Linked DNA regions of Triticum aestivum: region 2 is linked to region 1. The links are chromatin contacts, called in public Hi-C maps. All regions are on one chromosome and are shown on one strand. The core of a region is the stretch at or near the end of the contact, and the rest is flanking DNA. Distances in the headings are between cores, read along the strand shown.

Evidence for each region. A called contact is a pair of places that touch in the nucleus more often than the background predicts.
Region 2: a Hi-C map of leaf shows a contact between it and region 1, with 4 times the contacts expected there. The contact joins the enhancer-like site here to the promoter of LOC123063173 in region 1. A contact is called at or near these places in 2 of 5 Hi-C or Micro-C datasets (leaf and root) and 1 of 1 datasets of contacts at active chromatin or transcription factors (leaf).

The regions. Positions count from the first base shown.
Region 1 is chr3A:681,902,898-681,905,693 of IWGSC CS RefSeq v2.1, reverse strand. It overlaps LOC123063173 (NAC domain-containing protein 83), which reads right to left and starts at 1,336. Exons shown (of 2, transcript XM_044486906.1): 1 at 647-1,336; 2 at 1-563. The coding sequence starts at 866. The coding sequence ends at 91.
Region 2 is chr3A:682,154,904-682,157,603 of IWGSC CS RefSeq v2.1, reverse strand. No RefSeq gene overlaps it. Among protein-coding and RNA genes, the nearest start is that of LOC123063174, 37 kb to the left of the region's middle. Within about 2 kb of position 1,408, at least 4 of the 8 cell types and tissues checked have an H3K27ac peak or open chromatin away from gene starts, as enhancers often do. A contact at or near this core is called in leaf, where this site is marked.

The sequences.
Region 1 (2,796 bases), core at 87-2,586:
ACGGACTAGTACCACATTAGCAGATCCACGAATTAAAGGGGCACTCATTAGAAAATTACAGGGACCATGATTGAGGTCAGGTCAGCTGCTCTAATCCTCTCGCCGCGCCAGGTTAGAGGCGGTCTCATCATCGTCCTCCTCCATGCCCGACTCGGTCACGCAGGAGGACGCCGGGGACGGTGACGCCGGTGTCATGTCGGCGTCGGCGTCCCCCCTACGCCGCCCCGCTGTGCCGTGGCGCGCTGGCGTGGCCTTCTTGAACACGCGGCAGACCACCCAGTCCTTGGCGGCGTGGAGGCTCTTGGGTGTGGCGTAGGCGGCGAGGCCGGCGGGGAGCAGGCGGTACTCGTGCATGGCCCAGCCGGTGCGCGCGCCGCCTGGGCGGCAGAAGACGAGCGTCCGCTTGGCGCCGATAGGCCGGCCGCAGCGTGGCGCCACGACCAGCCGCTCCTTCCCGGAGGCCCTCCACACGCCGCTGCCGCCCGCCCTGCCCGCGCCGCCGCCCTTCCGCCAGCACCCCGTCGCCGGCAGGTGGAAGAAGTAGCGCTCGCCGTCGGCCTCGCCTGCACGCACATGGCAAACAGTCAGCGCAATGCGGCAGCGGCAGCTCCGTTGGTCAGTGATACGGCGAGTAAGTGGAGCGTACCTGGCAGGTCCGATGGGTGGAGGCGCGCGAGGTCGGCGACGGGGATGATGTCGGCGGGGAGGGGGCAGGAGAGGGCCTTGCGGCGCAGGTAGTGCAGCAGCAGCTCCTCGTCGGTGGGCCGGAACCGGAACCCGACGGGCAGCCCGCCCTGGCCGGCCGGCGCCCGGCACCCGCCGACGCCCGCGGCCTCCTCCGCCCGCCTCTCCGCCGGCAGCGCCATAGACGCACACACAAAGCACAACCCAACCCAACCCAACTAAGCAAGCAAGCAAGATTACTTCCTCTCTCTCTCTCTGTCTAGGATGGGCCGTGTGCTCGCTGTAGGCTGGCTCACATGCAAGTCAGACTCAACTCACACACTCGCTCGCCCCTCCATGGAGGACGGATCAGAGGTAGAAGAGAGAGAGAGAGAGTGGTTGAGCTCGTGCGGGTGCGGGATGATAGCTAGCGGGAAAGGGGGAGGCGGTTGGCGGTTATATAGTGGCAGGCGGCCGGTGTCGTGAAACACACTCAACCGCCATCGGCGAGCTCGGCTTTCCTTTCTTCTTGCCCTGCCCTTTCCATCAAGCGAAGGGAACAGAGAAAGGGAAAGCGGGAGCGGGCGTCCCGTGCAGCCCTTAATCACCCTCCAACCGGTGAGCTCCGGGCTTAAGCAAGCACGCAGGGACCCTCCCTCCCTCTGCACCTGTCTCCGGGAGGGGAGAGGGGAAGGAGAACAAGGCATCGAAAGGCCATCTTTTTCGTGCGCGCCCGATTCTCTCTTTCTCTTTTCTTTTCTCTTCTCTATGCCGCCCTGCCGTCGAAACGAAATTCCTTCCCATCTCCTCCCTTCTTTTCCATTTTTCTGTTGTGCTGGAGGAGGGAGGGGGAAGGAGAAGCTTCCACGTTACAGCAACGCGCTGCAACGGGGAATCGACGGCCACCTACCTTGGATTCCGGCGTTCAATTTAAGAGCTTACTTTTTTTACTACGGAGAAGGAATCGGAGCGCTGACACCTCGCGTGCCCGTGCGGCAGCGCCCAAAAGAGACGGATGGGCTGCGCCACAAGCAGCCTTCCAGCTTAATTACCTCGCCAGTTCACCCTCCGGGCTGAAACGTTTGGTGATGAGTGCGCCGCGGCAACGGCGGCCCGCTTTTGGGGTGGACTTCACAGCAGCTTTCGGAGTCAAATGCATGCATGGCCGTCCGTTGCCGTTGCCACTTGCACCTCCGCCCCCGCCTCCGGCTCCGGCTTTGGCTTTGCTGCGGCATCCGAGGGGAGGGAGGTCCCCGGCCGGGCGGTTGCACGGGTGAAGTGGACGGGGCGGGGCCATGCATGCACGCACGCTGCCGCGCACGGCCATCGGGCATTGCGCGTGGCCGGCATCAGCACCGCGCGCTGCAACATTGTGCTGCTGCCTTCGTCCATGGGTGCGTGCGTCCGTCCGTGCCCGGCTGTCTGGCACTGGCCAGCCAGGTGCCCAGGTCAGGCTCAGTAGTACCTACGTCGTCGTCGCCTGCGCTTTCCCGTCACGTGAACCGCACCGCCCGGCTCCCGTCCCGTCCTCGCTGCCGTCCCGGCACCGGCGCTGTTCCGTCGGGACTCCGGCGACGGGCGATGGACCGGTACATGGACTGGTCTCTACTCAACCACGTGAGCAGTGGCGTTTCCTTTCGGACGTACCGATCGACACCCTTTTCCGCATGCGGTTGGGCTTGTCGATGCATGCGCGGTGGCGTATGCCCATCCGCGGTAGCGCGGACGTCCGGCGCGACGGCCCGGTTGGGTTGGCCACCGGCGCCAGCGACGATGCCTTCACTGTTGTGCTGACTGGGAGAGAACGCACCGAGCACCTGTGTCTCGGACGCTCCTCTCGGGTTCGATTCAGGGACTGGTTCAGGAGCGGGACGTGTCAACAAGAAAAAACACGGATAACTTTTGTTCTCGACTGTTTCCTTGCTCTCCACCACGTACGTGTTCCTGCCTTCGTTTCTGATATACAACCCATGGAATTAGGTGGACAACACGAAACCAAATACGTGAGGTGTAGCCGTCGCCTCATGTAGCCGACCTCCTCTGCTAATATTACATTTTCTCTGCCTTCCGCCGGTCCGCCGCATCTTCGGTGGCCTTAGGGCCGAGTAGGCGCGATGGATCCTGACTGGCCAG
Region 2 (2,700 bases), core at 159-2,658, 250 kb before region 1:
GGCAGGCGGCGCGACGTAGTGCACACCATCCAGATTCCGGCGGCATGATATCCGACCCTCACCCCTATGATACTGATCTTTACATGCATCGGTCTTCAATTTTTAAGCCCTAGGTTCAACTAGTAGTAAGTATTTTCTGTTCATCGAAAATAGATGTGTTCATGTGGTCTAATACATTACAACTATTAAAATTGGGATCTGGGGTTGCTCCTTATGCTGATTCTTAGTTGAACTAAATTCATCTTGCTAATGAGACATTGGTTATTGATTTCTCTCTGTATCTCACGCTGCTTAATTTTTTTTTCAAAATATTGTTAAGAAGCTAATAAGAAATATGGGGCAAAATTAGTTGAATGAGTGCCTGGTTACATTTATGGAAAAATATTTTTTCTTGCAAGTTATGTAAAATGACATCATCACCCATTTTCAAAGCATCAAGGATCAGAAAGTTATCCTCTAACTGCTGCTGTAAGTTCTTTTACCATTTTTTATTTTCTATCTCTATATTCTTAGATGTTGCCACTTCCTCACTTCGATATGTTGAACAAATAGTATTTCTATATGGTGTAGAATTTGAAGTTATGATCAATTATGTAAATCTATTATATTAGGATATATCTTTATGTATTATCCAATTTTTATAACTGGTACTAGAATCAATTGTATACACCAAACAAGTCTTTACTCTTTCAAAAAACTACCTTTGAAATTTTGAATACACACTCTTGAAATCCTGGGCCCGCCCCTGCTTGACAGCTGAATTAGCCTAACCTAGTGCTTGCGTGCTTATGGCAAAGGGAAGTTGACAAACTTTGAGAAAAGCTTTTGTGTGTAAAAGAAACTTCATTGGTTCGGCACACCATCTCCTCTGACCAAGATAGACACTCCGGTTAAATATACGAGTGAGACTCTACTAAAACCGATGGGTTGCCATCTCCATTTCTCCACGCATCCAAAGATTCCAAGTTAAGTGGCACTGCAGCAGCAAGTCCAGCCCATGTGCCTGCCTCCATCGTTCATTCAATTGTACCTTCACCTCATCCACTCTATGTGTCGAGCGTTGTGTGTGCTCCAAGCCAACAAGGAACCCTACAAGGAACCTCCGGTTCTTTCCAGACCGGATCTTCTCCTTTCCGTCCGTCGGTACAGGGACGCACGCGCCGGTGTCGTCTTGGTCGCCGGTTGCGTCCGGAGACGGAGGCGATTGGGCACATGCCAAACGCCGGTGTCATCTTCTCCTTTCCGCCGAGTCTGACACTGTTGCGTTGATTGATGAGGTTGAGCCTGAGCCTGAGCCTGAACCGGGCAGACACTGGTGAAAAGACGGGGCTCCCCCAGTCGTCTCTGTCTGGAATTGCTGGCAGCCTCGACCCGGCTGTGCTTGCTGGCGCCGTCAGGCTAGGCTGTGCCTGCGTCCCATTTAAATACGGCTTTGACTCCTCTGCTGGCTCCGTCCCAGGATAACGACGGCCCCGGCCCGTTGCTGTCTAAGAACAATACAATTTCATGTAGTACCTTGCCTTCCATGGTTTGTCTGAACATTGAGCGGAGACACAGGCGGCAGATAGTACCATCTTGGTTCAGTGTTCGGCGGCACACAGTTTCACTCCGGTGAAATTCGTTCTCTCATCAACGTCAGGAAGAAACCGGTTGGTTCATGCATGTATGTATGGTCCCTGTTGTTGTGGTACTGGTACGAGCCTGTGGGCCGGCCGCTAATGAAGTTTCAAATTCAATAGATTCCGGCGAGTCAGCTCACATCAGCCGTGGATGCTCGTAGGCGTCCGTTTCTCGTGCTCCTAGAGTGTTTCTTTCTCTCTTTCTTTCTTTGCTCTGTCGTGGCAACGTCGATTTCACACGCCGCCGTTCTATTTTATGCATCCAAGCAATTCGTTTGTCATGCGCGCGTCATACCTTATTAATTACAGTATTATGTTGGAAATTTTCTTTTGTGAAAATGTTCGAGATGTATTATTAAAGTTCACCGACAGTATAAATCACCTCAAACATAATAAAACATCGAGATTCTGAGAGCACACTATCACAGCCAGAACGGACCGCCGACGGGTCGTTGTGGCCGCTCCCCTATCGGAGCCGGTTTGACCATGCCGATAACAGCCGGGAAGTCTTCTTGTACACGTGCCCCTAGGACCAGCAAACTGGAGTCACAGTTATCGTCGCCGAACCCTTAAATAGATTTGAAGTATCTGATACCAGATCTTGCCACATGACGAGAAACCGTAACCTCACCATCCCAGGAAGACGACAGGAATCTACGCCGGAGCTACGTCGACTATGTCCATATGAACAAACTCGAGGAGAATCAAAGTCCGAAAGACAAACTCGAAGAAGAATTATCGCCATCCGCCTAAGCGCTGCACATGCGAGCACTACAAAACCCTAACCTAAACAACAAGCCGGAGTGGAGGAACTAGGATTCCCCTCCCGAACACCGGCTGCCAGAGCGACAGGCAGGGGGAAGGCGAGTCCACGGGCTCGTTGGCGAAGCTTGGAGGGAAGTGTTTGCCCTAGCAGCCATGGAATAGGGGAGCGAAAGAGATTGAACATATTTTTGTTAAATTAGTAATATGTTTAGGCTTGCATGATTGTGGTAAATTTGACTTGATAAGAATATCACGTTATGATATGGCTCATCTTATGCAGAAAAGTGATTATATATTAATGGCCAATTAAACCATT